Regions from separate parts of the Gossypium hirsutum genome. Here region 1 is linked to region 2. Evidence: chromatin contacts called from public Hi-C data. All regions are on one chromosome and are shown on one strand. Each heading gives the region's core, a stretch centred on a gene start, on an enhancer-like site or on the middle of the called end of the contact. The rest is flanking DNA. Distances are from core to core; before and after follow the strand shown. Region 1 holds the start of LOC107931227 (U3 small nucleolar RNA-associated protein 14). Region 2 holds the start of LOC107925688 (60S ribosomal protein L19-1).

The links. A called contact is a pair of places that touch in the nucleus more often than the background predicts.
Region 1: a Hi-C map of leaf shows a contact between it and region 2, with 2.4 times the contacts expected there. The contact joins the promoter of LOC107931227 here to the promoter of LOC107925688 in region 2. A contact is called at or near these places in 2 of 34 Hi-C or Micro-C datasets (both in leaf).

Annotation. Positions count from the first base shown.
Region 1 is chrA12:85,737,807-85,745,439 of Gossypium_hirsutum_v2.1, reverse strand. It overlaps LOC107931227 (U3 small nucleolar RNA-associated protein 14), which reads right to left and starts at 5,243. Exons shown (of 12, transcript XM_016863042.2): 1 at 4,671-5,243; 2 at 3,767-4,254; 3 at 3,297-3,471; 4 at 2,358-2,836; 5 at 1,256-1,477; 6 at 813-1,127; 7 at 372-719; 8 at 203-280; 9 at 38-121. The coding sequence starts at 4,099.
Region 2 is chrA12:85,345,813-85,352,434 of Gossypium_hirsutum_v2.1, reverse strand. It overlaps LOC107925688 (60S ribosomal protein L19-1), which reads left to right and starts at 1,953. Exons shown (of 5, transcript XM_041082936.1): 1 at 1,953-2,233; 2 at 3,642-3,764; 3 at 4,085-4,398; 4 at 4,548-4,609; 5 at 4,703-4,904. The coding sequence starts at 2,122. The coding sequence ends at 4,727. It overlaps LOC107925605 (proline-rich protein 3), which reads right to left and starts at 917. Exons shown (of 3, transcript XM_016856320.1): 1 at 374-917. The coding sequence starts at 917.

The sequences.
Region 1 (7,633 bases), core at 3,994-6,493, 390 kb before region 2:
ACGTGCAGCAAAATTAAAAGTATCAGAGAGATCAAACCTCCATGTCTTTATCATGCACAATAGCTTCCTTCACTTGTTGCAACTTTTTCGCATTTTTATCAATTCCATTCTCACTTTTCATCTGTGATTGTATACAGACCAGTTAGCATAAAACCAGCTTAAACTGGATTTAAGAATATTTGAAGTGATAGGAAAGGATAACCTTTCTCCGCGAGTCGGAAGCAAAAATAGCAACTTCATATGTCGTTTTTGAACCAGGGTCTCCATTGTCATCAAAATTCTGTGATTCGAAACAGTACAATATCTATCAACCTTGCAGACTAAAGGAATTGAAAAAGAGAAGGCTACAAGAAAATCATAAGCGTTATTACCTTGAATATGGAAACATCAGCTGCTTCTTTACGATCATAATTAGGGCCAACATCCTTCTCAACATCATTTCTTTTGCCGCCCTCAATGTTAACATTCTCTTTGGCTTTCAAATCGTCTTCACTATCACTATTACCATAATAATTATCCATTTTCATCTTATTATCAGTTTTGGTCTTCTTGTTAGAATCTGGAACTTCATTATTAGCCCTGCCAAAGACCCTTCTACCACTTGCAGTGGCTGGTTTTGAATTTTCTGCATCATTTGTACCCTCCAATTGCTCATACTCTTGAAGAGCAAGCTTAGCTTCTTCAATTGCTTCTTCCTTTCTTTTCTTCATTCCACGAACCTAACACATAACGGAGGCAGAAAATATCAGGATAAAATAAAAACAACTCATAGGTATCTTTGACAGTCCAAATGAAAATACGGCAATAAATACCATGAAAGGTAAGGAAAGAACTCCAGAATTAGGCAATTCTTCATCGTCTTCTAATACTTTCAGCGTTTTCTCTTTTGCTTTTTCTAGCAACTCAGATGCCCTATCCTCGTTTGAAACCTCATCATCATCATCACTACTACTATCACTGCTACTACTACTGTCTTTAACAGTGTTAATTTTTCTTGTCAAAAGAGCATGTTGGTGAAGCTGTTCAGCCATAGCTGCTCGAGTACCTTCATCCTGGGCATTCAAACCTCGTTCTAAGATACGCCTTGCCCACTTTGACTTATTTTTGTGCTTCAAAGTCATTCGCTCCTGCATCATCAAGAAATAAAGAGAAAAATCAAGATTCAACATTTGTAATTTATTTTTTGGTAAACCACAGATGAAAGAATACTGTTTGAGAATTGAATTTATGACAATCAAGGAAAATGATTGGTCACCTCAGCTCGTTTGAACTCTTGCTTCCTAGCCTGCTCTTTGGCTGCCTCTGGATCCATCAGCATTTCTGCAGATTCCACTTTCAGTTTATCCTTATTCTTTAAACGATGATAGGTTTTGGACTTGATCTTTTTTATGCGCTTCTGCTTCATTTCATGGCGGAAAAGAAGGCCGCGCATTTTAGCAACATGATCCTGGTGCTTCATATAATCTTCCTCAGATATCTGCCAAGCAGTGATGAAGACCAAAAGCACTTGAAAAATCTTCAAGAAATTAAAAACTAAATTTCAAGCAGTACAAACAAACATTTTCACATAATATTTGCAACAGAACAAAGACCATGAAAAAAGGATCGAGTCCATCCAAATACCGAGCAAATGACAGCCATCAAAAGGCCGTTGCATAAGCACACCCATCTGTTTTTGTCTTTATTCAGAAAAATGTTCAAAAGTACAATAAGCTCCAAAATACAAATATTCAAAAATCAAGATGCAACCTATTTTTGCTCCTAATATGGAAATTCCTTTCATTCACATAGAACATCATGGTCTCAGTAGATTTCAACAATTCTTCAACAACATAGTCAGCACTTGTCAGAACCAAATAACTTGGAAAGACCTTTAAGCTCTCCATTAGAAAAACCAAGATATCAGCCCAAATATTTCCAGAAGTTCTATTAAGCAAAAAAGCAGGCCAACAGTAAGAATTAAAAAAAAAAAAAGGTTAAAGAGTCCAAAATCCATAGAAAAAATACTTACTATATCTGCATTCAGACATTAAACACCAATGTGCGCTACGTTAGATAAAAGATGGGTAAAAGCACTCAAGAGTTTGAAGTGCACTATAGAATCTAAAAAAAAAACTCTAAACATGGTTGTACAGCAATATGCTATACCTTGATTAAGACAGGCAAAGCTTTAGCATGGTTTATATTCTTTTAATTAAAATTTCAAGATGAAAATCATCACAAACGTTTAGGAAAAGTTACTCAGGAAGATGAAATTTGTTATAAAAAGTCCATGATGAGGAGAGGCAGACATGTTACAGAACTTAGAAAATCAACCAACTGCCAGACATAATGAACACAATCAAAATGGCCCATACCTTATTTAACTCCAGAAGTTTGGAACCATCTGCTTTGTGAGCTTCCATAACTTTGTCATCATAAACCAAAGAAGCAATTTTCTTCTCAAACTCAGTTCTAGGCTCAAATTCAGAAGCTATTGCCCCTACAGTTGAAAACCCCAAGTCTACATCTCCACCAAAAAAAACAGTAGGAGCTTCTCTATTCCTTTTGACCAGATGCTCCCACTTAGTAATATCTTTCTTTGAATGTTCATAAACTGCCATCCTCTCCAATTTCTCTCTATCTACCTTCGGCAATGGAGCTTGAACAGATGTAGACTTTCTGTCCATGTGTTGCACTCTTTTTCTAAGTTTGCTATACCCCGCTTTTCCTTGAATAGGATCCAAAAGATCTTGAAGTGTAATGTGGCTGTCACCCTCAAGAACATCACGAGTAGGGTTGTATTCTGACTCAGGATGTGCCTCGGATATAACCACACTATTCCTCTTCTTCTTGCCTACAACAATACAATTTTGAGATCAAACATATCAACTGAATAATAAATAGTATAAAGGTAACTACCCAATGCCTGCGTGAATAGTTCTCAAAACTTTTTCTTCCGGACTAAGTCACACACTTTTTAAATCAAGGTGCAATTCAATCAAAATACCTAGTTTCAATACAATACAAAAGTAAAGTTCAAATTGGTAAAAATGATGACCAGACAGATTTTTACATAGGCCGTCCACCGTCAGATAGCAAACATGTTCCGAGGACATTCATTACATCTCTCAAATATCAAACCAGTAGCAACTTTTAATTGACAATAAAATATAGTATAATTAATTGATAACCTGAATGAGATTTAAAATCTGCCAATTAAAGTCAATGACCATCTAAAACTTATATAGGTCATTGACTTGGTTGATCAGTAAAATCCATACTTATCAAACCATACAAATTCGACAAATTCTTACCTCCAAAGGCATCAGTTGACATTCCAGTGACCCCTTGCAACATCCTCAAGTGCCTTTCATCATCTTCCTCTTCATCCCCATCACTCGCATCAACATCATCATTTAGACTACCCTTGTTCCCACCAACACCAAAGTCACCATCATCGTCGTCGTCATCTGATGGTACATTCTCATCCTACATGAGAAAAAGAAAACACTGATAAACATATAACAAATAAAAATAGGAACAATAGGTTAGTATGCAATCTAAGAAGATTTCCTACAACACAAAAGCTCAGAAGCACTGCAGATCGTAGTTGATAATATGTGCCTAATTGCGAAGTATAGGAATTGGATCTTACTTTGGAAAGTATAGAATTCCCTAGTAGGGGTTATATGACTTAGGCTATCCAAATTCCATACCAAAATAAAATTATACTGAAATAAAATTCACTTATGCACTTCAACGAGCTAACAATAGAGAAACGAACCTCAAAATCCTCAGGTAGCTCATACTCATAGTTCTCGACAGGATCGAAACGGCGGTTCTTCCGGGACTCTTCTTGTGGAACTTCTTCCTCATACTCATAAACATCGTTTCCAACATCTAAATCGATACCGTCATCACTATCGGAAGCTATTTTAGGGTCCAGGCGATCAAGCTCCGTTCGTAGCGCAGAAGGCAAGCGAGGACCTTTCCCCTTCTTTCGCTTATCGTTCTTGTTTTTCTTCATCGGTCCTTTGGAGTTGGAATACTTTTTGAACTTCTTGCTGTTTCCGGATTCACCGCCAACGGCTCTCTCTTTCCGCTTTTTAACTGCCATCGTATTGGCAGTGTCTCAAATATCGATGCCGCGGGTCGCTATTTTGCGATATCGGCACCGTCCGCCGCTAAAAATATCTCAAAAGGCGGTGTAACGGAAAATAGCGGCGATAAAGTTATCTATTTCCGCTGAAAGGATAGCTTTAAAACAAATTTCTGCTTCTCACCAAAGTCAACAGAGAGAGAAAAAATGAGATGATACGAAGAAATAAGTAAGGAGCAGTAGGATCGAAAGCTGAAAATAAAAAATAGCAGAGTGATACAGATGCAGAGGCAGGGAGCAGATATTGGACTCTTAAGTTTAGGGTTGAAGGGATATGAGGGCGGGTCCCGACAAAAAAATGATACGACTTTTTATTAAAATTATTCGATTTTGAGCTCAGTTGGGTCGGATTCAGACTGGGCCGATACAAAATTTTAAGCTATTTTTGGGCTGAGCCCGGGCATGGGCTTAATATGAAAGAGTCATATAAAAGCAAAATCATGCCATTTAAGTACACATTTTAATTCGTTCAAGATTTTTACTGGTTTAATAAATATATTAGATCATATCCAATTAAGCAAGCTCTTACCGAAGGAAGTTGGTAATCCGATCAAGACATTAACATGATCAGCTTCTAGTTTTGTTCGTTGAGTAATATCGTCGAAAGTTGGTGACCTGACAAAAACGAACTGGAGAAAAAGAACTTACTAGAAAGGGCCTTGAATCCAAAATCAAATCGAATCGAAGATTTTGAAAAAGGAGAAATAAAGGGGCGACTTAAAATGGGTTGACAGTTGGAGACAACCCTTGACGACGATTTGATGGCGATGAAAGCTCACGGCTAAGGTTTCAAAACAACATAGAAGGCTCCTTTTCTTGGTTAGCTTTGCAGAAGGCTTAGTTCGACAGAGAAGTGAAAGGTTTTGTTGTTAGTTTATCTTCATTTGAGTGAATAAAACAATAGAAAAGGGTAAGACCAAGACTTTAGAGGGCTCAAGAGCGGCCCAAATCTTGTAGTTTCTAATCAACGAAGTTTCCAGGCAGTGGGTATTATTTTCTTGCTTTAACTTCATTGCCTTCGTTCTTTTTGGTGGAGCTAACATAAAATAAACCAAAAACCGACGATCCAACCGTAGATGCTCCACGATTGTTTTTAGGGATTTTTGGAACACTATCGAATCATAAGAAGAACTTTCATCATTTCAACCAACATACGTGTAACAACATTAATTTCTCTTTGAAATCTGCTTTATTAATTTGCTTCCATTAAGATCTCATTATTATTAGTATTTTTGTGATTGTTGACTTCCTCATTCGGTCTAAAAAATGAGTTTAAAATTTTATCTAAAATTATTCTAAATTAAAAATACTAAATTCGAGTTTAACTTAGCCTGTATGTATTTAGTTTTTTAGATTATTTTTATGTAAAAATAAATTTTAAAAATATGTTGGAAATTCCAGGATAGCATAAATAAGGGAGAATAAAAACATGAGCAAAGAAACCAGCTAAGAATAAAAATAGCTTGAACTTGTTAATCAAAGTAATTTTCAATTTCATATTGAACTACGAATAGCTCCTTGACATAAAAATATACCATCAACTTAACATAATAGGGTAATCAACCCATCACTATAATTCCTTCTACATGTTATCCACATGTAACCAATGATCACATCCGCCTACTACATTTAATTCATCTAAAAATCATGAGTTGGGTTGGATTAAGTTTGAGTTAGGATGATATAATATATCTAAATTAATTTTTTAAGTTTAAGTTTGACCCTATTCAAAAAATAAACTTATTTTTTTACCCAATCTCAACTAGATTAAGAAAGATAAATTCAAATTTGGTCTAACCCACTCATATTTGATTTTTTATATTAGTTTTTATTTTTAAAATAATATAATATATTAAATGCATTAAGAAAATATTAAAATAAGAATTTTCTAACACGTTAAAAATATTTATATTAAAAAACACTAACATAAATATAATAAATGTTATATTGTATTAAATATGATTTTTAAAATTTTATATTTTGAGTTAGATTATTTAGTTGGATAATCTATTTTTAGGTTTTAGATAATGAGTTTAATTGTTATTGAGTTCAAGTTGAGCTCGACCCAAAAACTCTTACCAAAGATCCTACCCATATATGAAATGGATTTTAAATTTTATTCAATCCCATTTCTTAGGCATTGTATTTTTATTCAAACTTTTCTATTTTTCAAACATACCTTCGAGTCAACATAATAATAATATAATTTCTTTCTAAAACTATACCAAAAAAATTAATAAGAGTAAAATTGGGAAAAAATAGTATTATATATAAATTAATCAAAACATGTTTAACAATGATGGATGAGAAAATAAAAGATATAGCCATTGAAATCATATTAGTTTTGTTATCTTAATCATCAATTAATATAAATTTTATTCTTTTTTGGTGAGATATTATTTGAATACGACTGGGAATTTTCTTTTCTTTAAAGAATCATTATTTTTCAATGTTCTACTCTTTTTGAAAAATATTTAACTTAACAATCTTCGTTCTATTTTTTTCTTGTGATTTTATTTAGATGTTATTCGATTAAAATATGGATGATTTTTATAGAAATAAATTTTAATTTTAATTGCTATATAAATTCAAGATTAATTTTTTTTTGTCAAAAAAAATAAGCTGATATTTATTAATTAGGCTCAAGAAAATGGAACTGAAAAGTAACCAACAAACAGCAAAGTAAACGACAAACTAAATAGACCAGTTGTCCAGCATAAAAATAAATGAGACCTAGAAATTAACAAACAAAATTAAAGCAAAAGAAACCCCATGAGCCTGCAGAAGCACCGTTTCAACATCCAATATCAGCCAACCAGCTCTCCTCAACACCTGCCACTGTAACATGCAACCAAGAGCAAACGTCACTTTGCAATCTAAAAAATGGAGATTCAATGAACTTTCTCCATCCTCAAAGCGAACAAGCAAAACTCAGTTCCTCTGAACCAATTGTAATTTTTTATTGTTTGTTTAGTCATCAATTATAAAAATAAAAAAAAAATTAATTTTTCATATTTTTTAGCTTTAAACTTATGTTTTTTGTCAAATCAATCTAAAATGGATAGAAAAGTTAACCTTTGTTAATTTTACTAATGTGCCGTACACGTGGATTGCCATGTGGATGGCACATAAACATTTAATTAAAATTTTAATATTTTAATATTTTTAAAGTTTAAAAAATTAATTAAATGCTTACATATCATTCACGCAGAAATCCACGTGTATGTTAAATCATGTAAAGTTACTAAACATTTACTTTTCTATTTATTTTAGGGTAATTTAACAAAAATATAAATTTAAAGGTTAAAAAAACGAAAAATTAAATAAATAACTATTTTTTTTTGTAAAATTGGAAGATGAAAAAAATTATTATTCCTATTTTCCAATTATCTATCAATGTTAATTTCATGCTATTCAAACTTCTCGCGTCTGAAAAATATAATTGTCAAAAACTATATTAATCTATTATAATATAACTACAGTAATTTATTC
Region 2 (6,622 bases), core at 704-3,203:
CCAATCTTTCTCTCTTAGTTTTCTCTCTTCTCCCATTTGAGAATTCTTAAGGAATTCTATTTGTTTGTAATATTTTGGAGATAGTAAAGTTATCATCTGGTGTTAGTGCCCGAGGACGTAGGTATAATTTACCGAACCTCGTTAAAACTCTTGTGTTCTTTCTTGTCCTATTTTTCTTTCAATATTTGAGGGTATAATAGTAGTATTTAATTGTGCTATTAAATTACTATAGAAGGGATATTCTGTCTAAGGAAAGACTTGGTATTTAAGAGATCCATGTGATCCACCTCTCTTTCCTGGGAATTGAACTTTGTGTGATTTTTTAGTACAATAATTTACACGCTTCCGACCCTATTGGAACAACACTCTTTACCTTCTTTTTCTTCTGGTTGCTGTTGGTAGAAGTTATTTTTAGTGCCATATTCAGGCTTTTCTTCCTTTTCTAGTTGTGTTTGGTAGACTGGTTTCGTGCTATAACCAGGCTTCTCTGTCTCTTCTGGCTCTGCCATTTCCTTTTCCTTGTCTTCTGGATGTGGTTTAGTGCCATACTCAGGCTTCCCTTCCTCTTCTGGCTGTGGGTTTGTGCTATAACCAGGCTTCTCTGGCTCTTCAGGCGTTGCCTTCTCCTTGTCTTCTAGCTCTAGTTTATAGAAATTTTTCTTGGTGCCATAATCAGGCCTTTCTTCCTCTTCTGGCTGTTGTTGGTTGACTGGCTTGGTGCCATACTTGGGTTTCTCTTCTCCATTTGGCATCGGTTTTGTTTCATAGTTAGTCTTCTGTTCTGCTTCTGGTTTTGCATCATAATCATATGCAGGGCTTTTGGATGAATCATAACCACCATAGTCATTCGCATAAGCAATGACAAGCAATGAACATAAAAGCAAGCAGGTAGCCAACAAGGAACGGGCGATAGCCATATTTTCCAACTGTAACTACCGAGCACAAAGAGAAGAAATATGATGGGATGAAGTGCAGGGAGATACCTTCACCGTCGTATATATAGAGGAAATTTTGGTATATTGCGCCATTGATTAAGCAATAGAAGAAATAGGCTTTGTCATGATTTGGTTGCACGATGGCAGAAACATCTACATACTTGACTACCACTAACTAATATATTTTAGGTTAATTCCACCAACCATCCCCTGACTATGATTCAAATTCTAAATTGATCCTTAAACTTCAAAATGTTCTAATTAAGTCATCAAAGTATCATTACCAAATCTAATTCTAGATACATGTGAACTTATTACATTGACAAATTTTTCATAAATTTGAGTGACACAGTTTGATTTGTAATGCATCAAATCCGAGCTATATACACATGTTTAAACATACTTCAAGATATAGACGAGATAGCAATTAACATTCAAGTTGACAGAAAAACTTGATTAGTATAATATATTCAATTGAAATATTTTGAAGTGTAAGGATTAATTTAGAATTCTGATATAGTATTAGGAGGTACAGTGGAATTGACCCATATATGATTTGTATAACAAAGCTAAGGCCTAGGTAGGACGGTCGACGAGGAGTGTGCCATAATATATCAATTAAACCTTTGAATACATGGTATGATATAGTAGTAATAAGCCTGAGTGTTATAAATCGACTAAATAGTTAGGATATTATTAAAATATTTTTTATATACAAAGTAACAAATACGAGAATATTTTTTTATTGTCCTTTTATATTTTTTAATAAAATAATATCATAATAGCAAAATTTTATTTGATTTTATATGAATTTTTAATATGTATATTTGCTAATTTTTTGAGTGTGCTATAAAGTTAGCATAAGTAATGAATTAAAATTTCGAAATTGGATCATTTTTTGACACCTCGGAATCTAATCTTAAATCCTTCATTGTTTACAGGGCCCATGAACAAGTTAATTGGGCTAACGGCCTATAAACATACAACTGAAAGGACATTCCGTACAAAAAAATCACCGCCAAAATGTTAAAGAACCCAGTCCAAAAATTAAAAGCAAGCAAGCAGACACCCTCCAAACCCTAGGGTTAGCGGTCATATAAATAAGCCGCTATCCCTTCTGCATTATCCTTCTTTGCTAACAGCAGTTAGCTGCACACCAAAGAGAGGGTGAGAGAGAGAGAGAGAGATGGTATCGCTTAAGCTCCAGAAACGGCTCTCAGCGAGCGTTCTAAAGTGTGGAAAAGGAAAGGTTTGGCTCGATCCAAATGAAGTCAACGAGATCTCCATGGCCAACTCTCGTACGTTTTCCTCTTCTCCTTCACTTTTTTTACTGACTCCAGTAGTATAGCTTCCGTAATAATTATTTTTAAGTTGAGGTATGATTTGGACTTGATTTCGCATCGTTTTGTTGGTAAATAGTGAAAACGAAGCAAGATGTTTTAAATTTTTAGGAATTTAATATCTGATTGCTGATGTAGTTTACATTTAAACTTCTTTAGGCTGCCTTTGGTACCGCTTTTTTCACCAGTGAGTTTCAGTTGGGTTACCCAACCTCACTGAACTGCTGTTTGGTTCACCAGTCCAGTGTAGTGAAATTTCATTTCAATCTCACTGCTGGTGCTGAAACGGGACTGAAGCTTTCAGTAGCAATTAAAGGCAACTGGGAAAATAGGCATATTTTTATTTATTTTTTTACCATTTTATCCTTGAAATTTTGGCCTAGTTTAATGAATCAATATTTGTAAAAATAATTTTGTATCGTAACCTAATTTCTAGTAATAATGAAACTTGTTAGGTCTTATGTTACTATATATTTTTTTTATTAAAAATCATTCGTTTAGATACTTCAAAATTTGATCCAAGTATAATGTTATTATTTACTAAAATAATATTTATCATCTTTATAAAAGAATATTTAACTATAAAAAATTTAAAATTATTATCATTTTATCTAATAAATAATTGATTATATAATTCATTAAAATATTTATAATAAAATATTGGAAGATACATTTTAATATTTTATTAAATGAATTTATAAATTCACATATTATAATAATTTTATATAAGTAAAATAAGTTGAAAACTTCTATTATATATCAATTCTAATCTAATGTCCTCAATAGTCATTTTTTATTTTCACCTCACCGCTACAGCTGCATTTGAATTTAAACACACACTCCACCGCTATTTCTAATCTCACCGCTACAGTAATTAATCTCACTGCCACCGCTATTTTTAACCTCACGGAGGTAAACACACCGCCCATCCAAACTAAAGTGATTTATAACAGTAAAGTGTTATATAGTTCACTTAGATGAGCTTTGGCATATATACAATTTGATTTTTTATTATGCTATTATTTATTTGTTTGCTTGTGAGAGAAAATATTTTCAACTAAAGCATATAGCGAATGCTACTTTAATTGACTTGAGATTTCCTGCATGTGAAGACTAAAATTTCAGATTAGTCGTTGAATGCTGTACAAGGTTAAATCGTTGTTTTCTCCTCTGATATTTTTTAAGAAATTTTTTTATATTTTACTAGCTGTAATTCTGAACAATTAGTAGCAAGTTGAAGTTGATGTAATCTATTATAAGAGATTGAATAGTCTATGGATTTGGTAGTTTGTTTGTAGCTTAGCACAAAAAATGATTCCGTTATTGTTTTTGGTTATAACCGTGTTCATATTTGGTTTGCATGCAGGCCAGAATATAAGGAAGCTGGTTAAAGATGGTTTTATCATCAGGAAGCCAACCAAGATTCACTCTAGGTCTCGTGCACGCCGCATGAAGGAAGCCAAGAGAAAGGGGCGTCACTCTGGTTATGGTATGTCTTCTTTATGTACTTTATCATGGTTAGATTTAACGGGAGAAGTTATTTACTGATGCAGGGTAGGTAGCTTGAATTACTTCATTACATGCTTGCAGATTCTGTATCATGTAGAAATCATATTATATTCTTGCGTCTTGATTATGCATCATGTTTTCCAAGTTACAATGTCCAAAACCATTTTATTAATAGATTAAATGAAGTACTGCAAGGATTCTTAATCATGTGAGGAATCTTTTGTTAGCCATCAAAAACTTTGATTGTTGGAAATTTGTGTATATTGATTAACTGGGTCTTAACTTCCACGCTGATTTTAGGTAAGCGCAAGGGTACAAGGGAGGCAAGGTTGCCCACAAAGATCTTGTGGATGAGGAGGATGCGTGTTCTGAGACGCTTGCTCCGCAAGTATAGGGAATCAAAGAAGATTGACAAGCACATGTACCATGACATGTACATGAAAGTCAAGGGTAACGTGTTCAAGAACAAGAGAGTTCTCATGGAGAGCATCCACAAATCTAAGGCTGAGAAGGCCAGAGAGAAGACGTTGGCTGACCAGTTTGAAGCTAAGAGGGCTAAGAATAAGGCAAGCAGGGAAAGAAAATTTGCTAGGAGGGAAGAGCGTTTGGCCCAGGTAAGAACTTTTGTACCGTAACGATTTTCGTACTGTTATTTTAGTAAAAAAAATTGAAATTCTGTAGTCTTATGGTACAGTTCTTATCATGATTGGTTATCTTTTATGTAATTATGGATTAATGTACAATTTTTTTTTCTTCTCTTTAGGGACCTGGAGGAGGAGAAAAGCCAGTTGCAGCACAGCCTGCGGCAGCTGTGCAATCAGCCGTGTAAGTACCATCTTCGAAATAGAATTTATTTTGGTAAAAGGATCAGTGTTTTTAAGTAATATGATTTCGTTCTCCCATTGTTTGAACTTTCAGGGGTTCCAAGAAGTCAAAGAAGTAAAAAAAAAAAAAAAAGTAAGATTTCTTACTGAAGAGTACTGATCGAACGTGACTTTTAGATATTTAGTAATGTCTTAAGTAATTTTGTTGAGCCAATGTTGTGTTTTTTTGGGTTGATATGAACTTTTGTTCTTTTAGGCGGATTAAGCTTTAAATGTTTATTATTATTATCAGTTTACTGATTTGTTTTTTTTTTAAATTAGATGATATAATGTTGTGTCGGAATTAATCTTAGTGATTTTCAATATCACTCGTAATAAATCTGAAAAATGTTCACTGCAGTGGACACCAAGGTGGCTGAAAAGCTTTTATTATGATTTAATCAAAATAATTTTTATCATTATATTAAAGCGCGTCTATATGCCATTAAAATAATAGGAGGCAATTTTTATATTTTTTGTAAAATTATTGATAGTAAAATTTTTATAAAATTATTTTGTTTACTGTGAAAAATAATCAGATCACTAATAGAATATAGTATTGATATAAAATGTTTTATATTTCATTAATGCATAAACAATTGGACATGTAAGATTGAATCAAAGGCTGATTTCGGTTGTTTTTTATTTATTTATATATTTTTTTTGAACTAGAACTATTACCTGCCTTGGGCTATTTGTTGGTTTTACTTATTCGCCTATTTTTAGATGAAAGAATGAATTTATAATTACATGTATGTTTATGGACAGTTAAAGATAATCTAAATTTGAATTGTTAAAAAAATTATTTATAGCTTCATTGTAGTTCTTCAAATAAGAATGTTGATTTTATTTTTTTAAGTATACTAAAATATTTAAATTTATATATTTTATGAATAAATAAATATTTAGTTAGGTTCAATTCGTGGAATTGCTTTCTACGTGGGTGGTGTGGCTGATTGAGCCCTCTTGTTGGCTCCTCTCATTGTCTTCGGCGTTGTTCGCTCTAGTTAATGACAGACTTTAAAATTATAATTATCATATTTATTCTCATGATTTATTTATTAACATATTTGGGTTGAATTTATTTATTAATATGTAATTATAATTATAACTAATTGGTGATGTAATTGTTTTTTCCTGAGTTATTAATTATTACAATATGGTTTATAAATTTATTTTGATGTCATATATAAATTTATAATAAAAGAATGAATTGCTATAATTTATCAAAATTTTATGAAATTTGTGATAAAAAAAATTACCGAAGGAACTTTTTAAAATAATTTAGATATTTTAGTAAATGTGCCGTTAGGTATCCGTACATTTCATTAGTTAAATCTTACGTTTTAATTAAATGAATTAAATAAGATAATATTTTAATCAAATGAATTAAATAAGATAATGTAATATTATAGACATTGTACCATGTAATTTATGATTTTGAGGCTTACTTGATAGATCAAAAATCAATTGACAATTGGTGTGAAGTAAGAGAGAATTAATTGAACTATGAACAAGTACGAATCAAGATAAAAATCAGTAATATTTTATTAATAATTTTTATAATTTTTTAAAATTTTATTTAATTGAAATCAAAATGACAACGTCAATAGCTTAACTATTTCTTGATCCATCGTTAATCTAATTTTAAAAATCATGTCTCTAATTTTACCTTCTCATAATTTTATTATAGAGCGTCATTTTACATCTTTTGAACCAAGCGTGACACAATCTAAATTATATAATATTACTAAGTTTGATATCATGACACGACACTCCATCCATGAAAATATAGAAAATAATTTTGAAGAATATAAGTAAAAGGCGGATTTTTTTATATATAAAAGTTGAAGTAATTCCCTTGAAAACGAAATAAATAGTTCTATTTATAATTTTCAAAATTTACATTTTTAATATTTTCATTTAGAGTTACTAATAAAAATACCGGTTCTAAATCCTTTATCTTCCGCCCCCC